Linked DNA regions of Mus musculus: region 1 is linked to region 2. The links are chromatin contacts, called in public Micro-C maps. All regions are on one chromosome and are shown on one strand. Each heading gives the region's core, a stretch centred on a gene start, on an enhancer-like site or on the middle of the called end of the contact. The rest is flanking DNA. Distances are from core to core; before and after follow the strand shown.

What was found. A called contact is a pair of places that touch in the nucleus more often than the background predicts.
Region 1: a Micro-C map of embryonic stem cells shows a contact between it and region 2, with 1.7 times the contacts expected there. The contact joins the promoter of Foxe1 here to the promoter of Tmod1 in region 2. A contact is called at or near these places in 2 of 39 promoter capture datasets (embryonic stem cells and stem cell-derived epiblast-like cells), 2 of 484 Hi-C or Micro-C datasets (both in embryonic stem cells) and 1 of 9 other capture datasets (adipose tissue).

What each region holds. Positions count from the first base shown.
Region 1 is chr4:46,340,964-46,347,191 of GRCm38.p6, reverse strand. Foxe1 (forkhead box E1) reads right to left here and starts at 3,548. Exons shown (of 1, transcript NM_183298.2): 1 at 1,418-3,548. The coding sequence starts at 2,998. The coding sequence ends at 1,883. Gm12446 (predicted gene 12446) reads left to right here and starts at 3,711. Exons shown (of 6, transcript NR_165272.1): 1 at 3,711-3,853.
Region 2 is chr4:46,037,339-46,043,606 of GRCm38.p6, reverse strand. Tmod1 (tropomodulin 1) reads right to left here and starts at 4,385. Exons shown (of 10, transcript NM_021883.2): 1 at 4,298-4,385.

The sequences.
Region 1 (6,228 bases), core at 2,299-4,798, 300 kb before region 2:
CACCTGAAGTCCAGAGTTACAGGGCTGAATGTCATCTGCCTCCAACGGGCTTCTATCATCACAAAGTCAGAAAAGGCTGTTGGGCACTTGAGTATGGCTGGACCAAAGACCAGCTGTAAATTAACCTAGCTCCAACATCCGAAGGCATGGATAGAAGAAAAGGGCAGATAAACGGTGTCTATCTTGAGTATGTGGAAACCATATTTCAGATATATTGAATGAAATGCAATCTACTATTACAACCAATAACACTGTTAATTTTTTCTTTTGATTAATGTAGCTACTAGAACAATTTAAATTACACTCGTGGCTTGTACTGTATTCCTGTTGGAGGTGTGATTTAGTTAAATACTCCTCTGTTAGGAACGAATTTCACATATTTTTGTGAACAGGACAGAAAGTCTCTCTCTCTCTCTCTCTCTCTCTCTCTCTCACACACACACACACACACAGAGAGAGAGAGAGAGAGAGAGAGAGAGAGAATCACCAATGCTTTCATGACATCTTTTCACAGTCTCCCCCTTCTTTACCAAGCTAAATACACAGAAAGAGGCCATGTTTCTCTTGTCCAAGTTCACTTGCTCAATTATTATTATTATTATTATTATTAAATCAGTCTACCTAGAAACTCTGGTCTTTCTGAAGGAGGGGAGTGGAGCCCCTCCTCAACGCTAGATATTTTTGTTCTAAAATCATAACTTCTCAAGAGAAAGATGAAGACATGTTGGATTTGTTTTTTCCTCTGACGTTGAATTCTAATTTCTGTGAACCTGCTGCCTAAAACAAACAAGATACGGAATGAAATTTAAAAACATTTTTAAAATAAAAAAGATCGCTTTGTTAACCATCCAATCTATTATTACTTTTTCCTTCCCCTTTGTTGGAGGAGGGTGCGGAAGCAGGAGTGTGCAGGAAACAGGACAAACAGCTCCAGTTAAGGAAGGTCTCCTTATCAGAAAATCCGATTTTTCACTGAGCGGTCACTGCTGAAGAATGACCAACACATCCCTCTCTCTCTCTCTGTCTCAAAAAAAAAATTCAATAATTAGGGCACAATCTCTACTTGGAGTCAGTCCTGGGACTTTGGAGTAAATACCAATTTACCAATGATCTGATCCCATTCCTGGATGGCCTTTGGACATTAGTGGCTACTGGGAAGCCCTGGGTGGCTCACCAATGCTGCCAAATATGGAAGGTAGGCACCTAAGTTAATGGGAGGGGGTTTAAAAATAAGAGGGTAGAATCACACAGTTCTGTATGGCAGACTAAAAATTCAGGTGTTGGGGCTGGATCACACCGAAGAATTCTCAGTTATGATTGAGACCCAGGCTTGTGATTCTCCGAGACAGAGAAAACTAGCCCAGCTGAACCGAACTATTTCTTTTTAAAAGCAAACAATTTTGCAAACTTGTTCTCATTTGAATTATAAAGACACTGTCCGAGCCTTTTATTGGGTACGATAGTCAAAAGTACAAGACGCGAGCATGTAAAAAGCCCGAGTTTGGCGTGGCATAGCACACGGTGAAGCCTTACGACTCCACCACAGTTCGGGATCCTAGATTCTGGCGTACATAGCTCTGCAACTCTCCACCCTTTACAGCCTAGGGCCCTCCCTAGTAGAACTGCAGAAAGTCATGCTCTTTGGAGTTTCGCGTCATCGAGGGTCCTTTGTGTCAGGCCAAACGCGGCCGTGGCCTCCCTACGTCCGCCCACGTCCAAATCGGGGCTGTGAACAGTGCAAGACACCGAGCCTCCACGGCCCTCAGGGGGCCTCGCACGTGAGTCTCAGTACAATACACGTTTTAGTCCTGTCCGCCGGTCTCGGGGGATTTACATCTTTCAGAACGTCCTGGAGTTAGTGAGGTTTCGTGCCTACCCGGGCTCACATGGCAGACACGAACCGATCCACCGCGCCGGGGTAGGCGGTGGCGTGGCGGGAGTGGTAGGCACCGCCACCACCGGCTCCGAGTTGCCCACCGGGATTGTAGCAGGGTCCCAGCGCCGCTCCGAACTGGCCCGGCGACGTGCGCCCGTAGAAGTCCACCGTGGCCTCCACGCCGCCGCTGCCGCCTCCCGCGGGGGGCGAGGCCGGTCCGGCCAGGCGGCCCGCAGCAGCGGCGAAGAGCGCACTGCTCGCTCCTTGCGGGTACGCGCCGTCGGGGCCCGCGTAGGCGGCGGCATAGGCGGCGGGGTTGACCGGCCGCGCTCCGGTGCACACCGCCGGCTGGAAGCTCCCGGTGCCCGCCGCGCCCGCCGCAGCCGCGAAGGCGCACGAGCCGCCGGCCGCTGACGGCGCGGGGCCCAGATCGGGGCTGAGCGGCCGCTCGGGAACCAAGCCGAAGACCCGGCAGGGCCCCGGCGACGCGGCGGGGTAGTAGACCGGCGGAGGCGCGGCGAGTGGCGGCGCGTAGCCCGCATAGACGGCGCCCGGGTAAGCCGGCCTTGCGGCAGGCACGGCGCCCGGGAAGATGGCGGCAGCGGCAGCGGCGGCGGCAGCGGCTGCATCGTGCATGTAGGCCGGGTAGGTGGACAGGTCCGAGCGCTTGAAGCGCTTGCGGCGGCGCAGGAAGCTGCCGCTTTCGAACATGTCCTCGGCGTTGGGGTCGAGCGCCCAGTAATTGCCCTTGCCCGGGCGGCCCGCCTCGCGCGGGATCTTGAGGAAGCAGTCGTTGAGGGTGAGGTTGTGGCGGATGCTGTTCTGCCACTTCTTGGGGTTGTCGCGGTAGAACGGGAAGCGCTCGGTGATGAACTTGTAGATGCCGCCCAGAGTCAGGCGGCGCTCGGGCGCGTGCGCGATGGCCATAGCGATGAGCGCGATGTAGCTGTAGGGCGGCTTCCCCCGCTGCAGGGGGCGCTTGCGTCGCCGTCCTCCCGCGCCGCGACCCGCAGCCTCCGCCGGGACCCCCGCGCCCGCCGCCGCCGCCTCACCGCGCTCTTCCTTCACGGCCGCCAGCGTCTCGGGCTGCGGCGGGGGAGGCGGCGCGCTCTCGGCCGTCATGGCGCCGCGGTCCCTCCCCCCCGTACCCCCCGTCGTCTTCAGCTGTAGACGACCGCTCTGGCCGCAATCCCGATCCCACGGGAGCCGACGCCGGGGCTTTGCAGCGGGCACCGAGAGCGCTGAGGGCAGGGAACTTCGGGGTCTGGAGCGCTGAGTCCACCGACGGCTCCTGTGGGGCACCGGCCAGAGGATCCTTGGCGCTCTGGTGCCAGGCGATCAAGGGGTCCGGACGTGGCTCGAAGGCCGGGGTGGCGGCAGCTGTTTGGGAGTCCCTGCGGGTCTGAGGATGACCGTCGAGGCGGTGCGCGTAGAGGAGGCTGCAGGCTGGGGTCTCGTGCCAGGGCCTTCAGTGGGGGCACCGTACACCCCTGCAGGGGCCGCCCATGCCGCACCCCTACGGTGGAAGGTACAACCCAAGCGGAGGGCAGAGAGGCGAGACGGGCGAGCGGGCCGGGCCAGGTGGCGAGCAAGTGCTCCGTTCTGCGGCTCTGAACTCCAGCACGGAGTCCGGCCGGCGAGGCGCTCTCCTGCACACACCTGGGCCAGCTCCTCCCTCCGCTGGCTTCTCCTCCTTAAAGGCGCCAGCAAACGCGGGGCGTAGCCGCTTCCCTGCCCGCCCCCCCCCACTCCCCCCTTCCCCACCCCCGCGACGGGCACACCTCCCCAGGTAGCGGCTGGAGTCCCAAAACGTCAGAGCGGGGAGGGCGCCTGGAGATTCGGGGGCTGGCCCCCTCTGCGCGCCAAGCGGGAGACTGAGACTCCAGGAGCTCGGCCCAGCGCTCCTGAATCGGTCTTTGCGGAAAAGTTGTGTCTCACGTGGAAAGAGGGCTCATGGCATTTTCTTGTTCAGAGAGGGTAAGAACTGGACTAAAGTGGGGCGCGTTTAATTCTTGGGATGCCTTCCAAATCCAGGTTTAGGCTACCTGGCCCAATCTCTGGTGCAATTCATTTTCAGACAAGGATTCCCAGGTCTACAGCAACTTTGCTGCCCTCCGGTGCCTGCAGCCTGCGTCTGTTTTAGAGTAAGCTTTTCAGTTCGTGGTGAGGTAGTGCCACAGGGAGTCGCTTTACCAGGTTCCTGGTCTGTCCCGAAGTTTTGTATCTCAAGAGGTGTTTAGGGAAAGCCTCCTCGCCGCATCAGGGTCCTTAGGTGGCTTGGGACCCTTTTCTATATGCAGGAGAATGCCTGGTTAGCGAAGACTTGGCTCCTGCTGTCTGCAGTCGCCGCCTCTCAACCCCTCCACTACCACGGGGCCAGAGAGGGCCAGCCGCCTCTAGAGGTCTGAGTGAAGACTTGGGAGAGGATGCTGCAGTCAGTGCACAACTCTACTGGTGTATGCGTGTGTGTGCGTGCGTGCGTGCGCGCGCGCGCGCGCGCGCGTGTGTGTGTGTGTGTGTGTGTGTGTGTGTGTGTGTGTAGACTGTTCCAAAATGTCCGATTTCTGCCTTCCTCTGGCAGGATTCGGTGCTAGAGAGGGACTCCCAGCGGCGCAGCCCCACCTGCCTGGTTCGCTTTCTGGCCACTTTTGGAACTGGTTACGTTAGATTCCCAACTCAGGAATCTAAGATTTGGTTCTTAAGATCCTCACGGTGAAGCCAGTACCTTTCCTGAGCATGGGAATTGTGTAAGGAGCCGGACTGGAAAGAGACACACTGTGGAGGGTTCAGGTCTAACGTGGGTGGCCCAGCCTTCTGGTTTTATTGCGTTCTTCTTCAGTGAGCACTGGGTGGCTGCCTTTGAAAGAAAGAGGCAGAGAGCACAGATCCTCTCTCCTGCAGTCGACCTTGCTTGAAGACCTTCCCCAGCTCCTTGAATGCAGAGGGGCTTCCTGCTTGCTGCGGCCCCTCGCTCCTAAAGAAGCCAGGGGAAGCTAGATTTCTCACGTTTCTTTCCCCCCAGAGTAAACTTTAAGCCAATTATACGATTAGGAACGTCTGTGGTTCTCCATATTCCAAGATTTGTATTTCCAGATTTTAAATTCTGAGCGGTTATCTCAGTGTGAATCCCTACATTCTTGTGTCTATACAAATCTTCTAAGCGTCTAAAAGGCTGTAAATGGGCATTCAAGGTGGCTCGGCCTGTGCCGGCGCTTTCCACAAAGCCAAGGACTGAGAATGTCTCCTGGTAGTCCTCTGACTACTACAAAAGGTGTGCGTGTGTGCCTGCCGCCACGTCTTGTGCAACACACACACACACACACACACGCTCACACACACACGCTCACACACACACTAAATGTAAAAAATAAAAAGCCACTATGTACAGATGTTAGAACTACGGCTTTATGCCTGGAACTTGCTGCTCTATTGGAAGCTGCTTCTTTCTTTGAATTTTTTTTCTTTTCTACACTCTCAAGCATGTGTTATTTAATGTGAATTCCGATCCTAGGGTGTCTTACTGGAAGACCTGGGTCTTAATAAATGCATAATTGCTGTCTTCCTTACTTCCAAAATCGACTGTTTTGTAGGGGACTAGAAGAGCCTCAGTCTTGTGAGTTGTCTAATGTTCATTACAGTTTGCTTTAATGATTGTCCACGACTTTCTGATCACCCCCCCCCCCAACCGTCCTCTGACTCTGGCTAGAATCCTCCAGGCCCCCAGAGGTCTCTGGTCCTGCATCTCCATTCTTCCAGAATTCTGCTTCCCTCTGCTTGGTGGTACCTCAGTCTCCAGGGATTAGAATTCTCAAGATCATGACTACCAGGTTTGATGTTGGGTGGCGTTTGTGTGTGTGTGTGTGTGTAAGAGTCCTGAATTTTACTGCATACAATTTTATTCAGATGATGTACTCCTACACCCCATAGGGTGAGGGTTCTACTCATGATACAAAATTCTGACAAAGTTTACCCATTTGGATCAAAGCAATATAAACATTTCCTTCTACCCCTCCCCGAGTTGTTTTGAGCAGAGGTAGGTTGGTAATGGTCAAGTTTCTTCTTACTGGGGTAGAGTCACAGACTCTATTGGCAATTGCTTGAAGCTAAAGGGGATGGATTCCAGCACCTTGAAAAATCCAGCAGAGGTGGGAGTCACAGTGGGCTAATTTATTTCCTTCCATTGTTCAATCACAAGTGTTCCCAGCAACCCCTGGGACAACTTGCTCCATTAATGGTGTGTGTGTTGTGTTTTGGTTATTGGGGTGTCACAGAAGGCCTGGAAGTCTTCTGCAACAATTGGAAGCTCAGAAGAGGTTGAAAATGAAATCCAAGGGTCATGGAAAATTCCTCCA
Region 2 (6,268 bases), core at 3,136-5,635:
GGTTTCAAATGGCATGATTGATGTCATCAGCTGCTCAGCGTGACAGGGCTGACAGGGGCTGGGAACTTGACAGGAGACAGGCCAAGTCTGCTTCCTCACTCATGGAGCCAACTGCCTGGTGGATGGGAAAACATGTAAAGGCTGGGGGCTGTGTACCGTGTGCTCGTTGTGATGCCTTGGTCGTTCACCCATTCATTCCTCTGTCAACCATTTATTAGAACCTGTACTGCACTGAACGGTGATGTTGATACCACTACGTATACACAGGAGCTACTAACCCTGCCCTCCAACAGCCTCCTGTCTGCCCAGACGGAGAGGCAGCAGATAGGTCAGGTTGAGCATGCTGGTGCTCTGGGGGTTCGAGGGGAGCAGCATCCCAGGCAGAGGGAGCATCCAGGTAAAGGCAGGGAAACATGTCTGAGCCTTGAGAAGGTTCAAAGAATCTGGGGCAGGCATAGCAAGGATTTCAAAGTACCGTGGGACCAGATCCTGTGAGATGCTAAGAAATCTCAGGTCTTTACTAGGAAATGGGGAATTCCCCCCAAAAGAACATTGAAAGGACCATGGCTCTGCTTTGGGAAGCTCTCTGAACGGCAGCATAATCCCCCTTTTTAAGAAACTCTGACAATAGCCTGGGGTAGAGACGCCTAAGTCCTTGACTGCAATGATGAATGTGGACCTTTGAATGGATAGGAGCTGTAAAGGAAGGCAGCGTCTACTGAATGGCCGTGTGGAAGGGAGGCTCTGCCTTGGTGCCTGGGTGGACCGTGGCTTTGTTGACTAAGATGAGAACACAAGAAGATGGACAGGAGAGACCAAGGCTAGGTCTGCTGAGGTTGAAACATCTTTGGGGAGCTATTACTGGCGTTGTGCAGTATGCAGGGGCCCAGGGCTAACAGAAATGGGAGAGGGGGTGGGGCAAGAGGCCAGGAGAACTAAAAGCAGCTGCACAGAAAGGCTGAGCAGTAGATAAGCCCATGAAGAAGTCAGAGTGAGGCCAAGAGGCGTCTGCTTTCCTTGGCTTGTTTGGGCACTGGAGGAAATGTCCAATGGTTACTGCCATGGTCCACTACAGACGTCTTTAGCAACAGCCCTGTGGCGCTACTCTAATATCCTAGAGTAAAAGGCAGCCTGGTAAAGGGAACACGGAGTATAAAAAGGACAGGGGCAGAGGGGTGGGACCTGTCTTCTTCTCCACTTCCCACCCTCTCAGGCACTGTGATATGGAGCCTGTCCTCTCCAGGAGGGCACAAGGGACGTGCGTGCTTGAGTGTTTAGCATTTCTATCAGACAAGGACCCAGTGCCTCGGCCCAGGAGGCTCCAGACCACATCCTAGGTTGATTCCAGTGAGCTCATTCTTTCAGAGGCTGTTGCCATCATAATAAACCAGAAGACTGTATAAAACAAAAGGGAGCCAGCCCCCCCCCCCCCCAGCGCTGTGGGAGTGACTCCTGCTAATCCCAGGAAGCAGGCCCCTGGCTTTAAACTGATAATGACTCCTAGCAGCCAAATAATTGATCTAGCTGGTGTTCTGGCTTTAAGGGAAAGTGAACTGGCCTCTTTAGAAATGTTGGCAGCCTGGGCTGGCCCATTAGTAAGACTGAAAAATCAAAACACTGTCCGGAAGAAGCCATATGACTGGGCTCAGCAGAAGTCATCAATAGATGACATCATCTCAGAAGTTAGCAAGCCAAGGTCATGGGGCCCCCAGAGCAGGGTCAGCTCACCCTTCACGGCTCACAGATACTGAGTCAGCCAGGGGACACAGGGGCCCAGACCAGAGCCTGCTTCATTCTAACTCCCCCCCACCCCCAAGCCCCCCCTTTATTTTTGCTCAGCAAAGTCTAGAGGGTTGAAAGCCACTTGCAAAGCTGGTGACATATGGCATGTTCTTAAGGAAGGACCTCAATCCTGCCATGGGCACACCCCTCAGATTCTCTTACACTCTGTGGTTGCCCCTTGATTTGCCTCTACCACTTATGCTGGCCATGTCACAAACACTGAGGGCTGCCCTCTGCCCCAGCTCTGACTGCCTTTCTCATCTACGCTCTGAGAGAGTTGGGAGCTGTCTCTACTTAAGCTCCAGCCTCTGTCTCCTTAACCACATCCTCACAAGGTACTGGGCAGGGTCTAACGAAGCTCAGGGCTTGCCCATCATCACTTCCTATCACAGCCTGAATGAAGTGTCCACTATGGCTAGCCCTGTTGTACACAGGGGGAAACTGAGGGCACCAGCTTGGTCTCCAGCCAATCCTAGTTTTTAATGCTCGGCTGTGCTGCAACCAAGTCCCCAATGCCTACCCTGGATTCTGACGGAGTCTCCACACTTCTCAGCATTCTATCCCTGTGTAGTAACTGTGCCCACCTCTCCACTAGGCTCTTGGAAGGCTGCAGCCCCCTCTACCCTCACCCCCCCACACACACACACACCTGGACTCCTGGGGTCCTCATCCCAGATCTGGTGCCCCAGATCTCCCCTGCACTTCCTTTTTCTCCAGCTAGAGGGCTTCCCAGAAGACTTCCAGCCCTGCCTCTTCTGCACTCCAGCGCCACTAAAGACCATCCTGTCCACTAAGGTCATTTCTCAAGGTCACACTGAGTGGGTAACAGAGCCGGGGCTGGAGCTAGGGGCCTGAACTCCTGGCCATTCCCTTTATTGCTTAGAGCTGACACCACCTAGTCCCTGTGTTCTGTAGTTAAGCTGCAGCCAAGAGCCCTGCCCAAGAAGGGAGAGAAGGTGTGAGACTCTGATAAGGTGGGCTGGGCTATTTTTAGAGGGCTCTAACTTCCCACTTAGGATGCGAGGCACCCAAGAGCCAGTGGCTGTCTAAACCGTGGACTGCAAGGCTAGCTCATTAGAGAGCAGATGCCAGAGTGACAGGCGCCCTGTCTTCACTCTGCCTGTTTGTTGTGAGGTTTGAAGTCGGTGAGAATCTTCCTATTGGGTGATTCCCCTTTCACTCATTTATCTGTGAAGCCCGGAGATAGCTTTAGAGAAAACGGAGCGATCTTCAGGATCTATTACTAGACTCTCCACACTATTACTCCAGCCTGGGAAAGTCCCAGACATTAGCAGATCACAAAAGAGGGGTGCAGAGTCCCCAAACCTGCCAGGAAAGGTCGGTAGAGACAGGAAAGGCAAGCAGACTGCAGTGGGGGTTGGCATGACCTTGAGCAAAGGGTTCTGAAGCCCTTACAGGGGCAACAGTGGGACCCAGGGTGAAAGATAAACCCTGTGGGAGGGAGCCCCCACTAAGAAAGAACCCAGAATCTGGGTTTAGAGTCTGGCTCTGCCAGGTCTTCGGAATCTCATGGGGAAAGCTGAGAGAGGTAACTAAACAGAGAGCTGGGGAGGTTCCGGGTTAAGGGAGTTATCACAGGTGCCACACAGGGAACTGAATTGCCTGAGCCTGCCCAGTTCATTTGGTCACTTGTTTTGCCGAGGTGCTGCTAGCAACTCAGCCTAGAGATGCTCCCAAACACCCCAGGCACACTTCCCAGGCTATTCCGAGGGCCACAGTGGGTCCTAGGCCAGGATTTGAGTTCCAAGAGCCACCAAAGTCTCTGACTTTTGCAGCTGTGTCCTCAGCATCCTTACCCTGCCTGAAACTGCAGAACAGGTGCAGGGGAGTGTAGGCAGTTCAGAGCACGCCCTGGCCACTCTCGTGGCCCCGGGTACCATCTCTTTGAAGGACCCTAACTTCACCTTACAAACAGGAAAACGAGATCCAGAAAAGAAAGGAGGGTTGCCTAGGCCGCCCCTCAAACTGGAGACAACCAGTGGCCTCCTGCCTCTACCTGGTTGCGCGCAGCGAGGCAAGCGCAGCTGGTGCTTTAAACCTCAGCTAGTTCCAGCAGTTTGGGAAACTTTTCAGGCGCCGGCCAGATCGGTGCTCAGAGGACTCAGCGTCCCCCGAGCGTGTATCCCCTTCCTCCCCAGACTCCCAGGAGGGCTCGTGACCAGCTCACAACGTGCCAATGCCCAAGGCACCCCGGGCGGCTCCCAAGGTCCCCGGGAGACCAGGTCTAGTGCCCCGGGCGCCCTGACTAGGGTTGGGCGCATCAGGCTGCAGGGACGCTTAGCGCCAGCGACCCGATCATCAGGCTGGGGAACCGGACCCCGATCCCCGAAGGCCACCCGAGGCGGCGGCTATTTATAGAGGGAACCGTGCTCAGTCCCTTCTCAGCGGCTGCGACAGCTGAATATTTTGCCCAGATATGGCTGCGCCCCGGCGCGGCGGCAGGGAGCCCCGCGAGGCCGAGGGGGACCTAGGGATGGCGGGCGGGGGGTCTTACCGGGATGCGGGGTGGCGCGAGCGCGGGCGGCGGCAATGAGCGGAACGCGGGGCTTGGCGAGTTCCCTGGCGGCCGCGGGTGGGAAGCCGGGGGCGGGCCCTGTTCTGCTGTCACCGCGCCCCGCCCCAACCCGCCGCCCTCCCCGCCCTCCTGCTCTACCAGGGGCGACAGGGTGCTGCGCGGTCCCCGGCCTGGGAGCAACACTCGCTATTAGGATCTAGGGCCACCCCAGCCCCGGAGGCAGGGGAATGTGTGGTTCCCTGCCTTGTTCTCGGTTTCTCCAACTTGATTTTATGCTACGTTGGAGGTATCTGGACAAAGTCGCGCAGATCTTTACTCTCGTCTAGAATGTTCCAGTAAAGTCAGCACAGCTACACCTAGCTTCCTTTGAAGAGGCAACCTGTCCCCTCGGCCAGGACTGGCACGGGCCCAGGGCTTAATAACCATCTGTGGACGTGCAATTCCAACGCAGAATTGAACGCCTTCTCCCTACACAGCATTGAGACTGGAGCGTCCGAAATCACCACTTAAAATAATCGGAATGAAAGTTCCTCCTTCTTAAAAGGCTAATGTGTTCTCTCCAGAACAAACCACTTAAACCCAAACCGAAGCCTTTAAGTGTTTCAATAAACAAACGGCTCCTACCAACGAATCCAAACAGGCACAGGGAACATCTCCGTTGGATTATCCTACCGTATTTTTTGGTGAGGGAAATCTTAATTCCTAGATGCCTAAGGAGAAACGCTGAAAAGTATTTTCCTAATGCATTACTGTATTATAAAACCCTCGCCCTATTAAGAATGTCCTTTTCAAGGGAGAAGTGGGGTGTATTTTTAAACAAAGCAGGGACTTACTATTCCCAAGGACTTATTTTTAAGCGTTTTGTTGTGGGTGTAAATACTTTCAGGGCACATATTAGTGTGTAGCTTTCTGAATTTTATAGTAAGAACACCTGTGCAAGCCAACCAACAGCCTGACCCCGCTCCCCAGTCACCCACCTCTCCCTTCTAAGACACTGTTTTGTGGACCCTTCCAGAAGTCTTGCCCTTATTGTCAGGTTGGTGCCTCTTGCTCGCTGCTGAGGCTAATTTGTGACGCACCATTCTTTCCTACTGTTCAATTTATAGGTTTCATCCCCAGCGAATTTACCATATGAACATAATATGGTATTTCCATATGAATGCATCCTATTTTAAAAGTGTACTTTGCTAGTAGTGGAAATTCAGAATATTAGTGTGGCTCAGATTATTCTTTCTCATGGTCTGCAGGAAGCTGAGTTGGAGAGTTGAGTCTCTAGGAGAGATGAGCAGAGGATTAATGCTACTTGCAAGTGGTTCCCACTTAAGTTAAACCACTTCGGTTTAACAAGAATTGCTACATTGTAGCTACACTGGTAGAGAGGAGCCGCATTCATTGAGGCTTTGATCCACAACACCAATGCCCTGTGTTCACATTTGCTGACACCTTTTTGTTTATTGGCCAGCTGGATTTTCTTTTTTTGTGAAGTGTTCGTTCAAACTTCTTGCCTATTTTTACCGAAATACCCAATATATCAACACAATATGGACACATACCATATACCACATATGTAATATGCAACAGTGCGTATCCTTCCACTTTGCTCTTTCTCCTCCAGCCTTTTAAAGACAGCTGTCTCTGGCTCCCAGGTGCTCTGCCAGCTGTGTCTGGTACTTTGCTACCTTAGTCTCTCACAGGCAGGGCTCTGGTCCACTGGGAATGGACTCCGGACTTCAATACAGGCTAGTGGCTAAATTCATGTGTGTGTCAAGCGACCTCACATCACACTAATTTTATCCTTCCATCAAAAAACATAAATGCTTTAAGAATGGAAATGTTTAAGTCAGGGAAATAGGAAAGGCTTCCTTTGGTTGTGTACAATTCAGGGATCTGTGTTCTTTTCTGCTGCTGAAAGACATGGCTATAAAAATCATGACTTTGCAGCTATTGGAT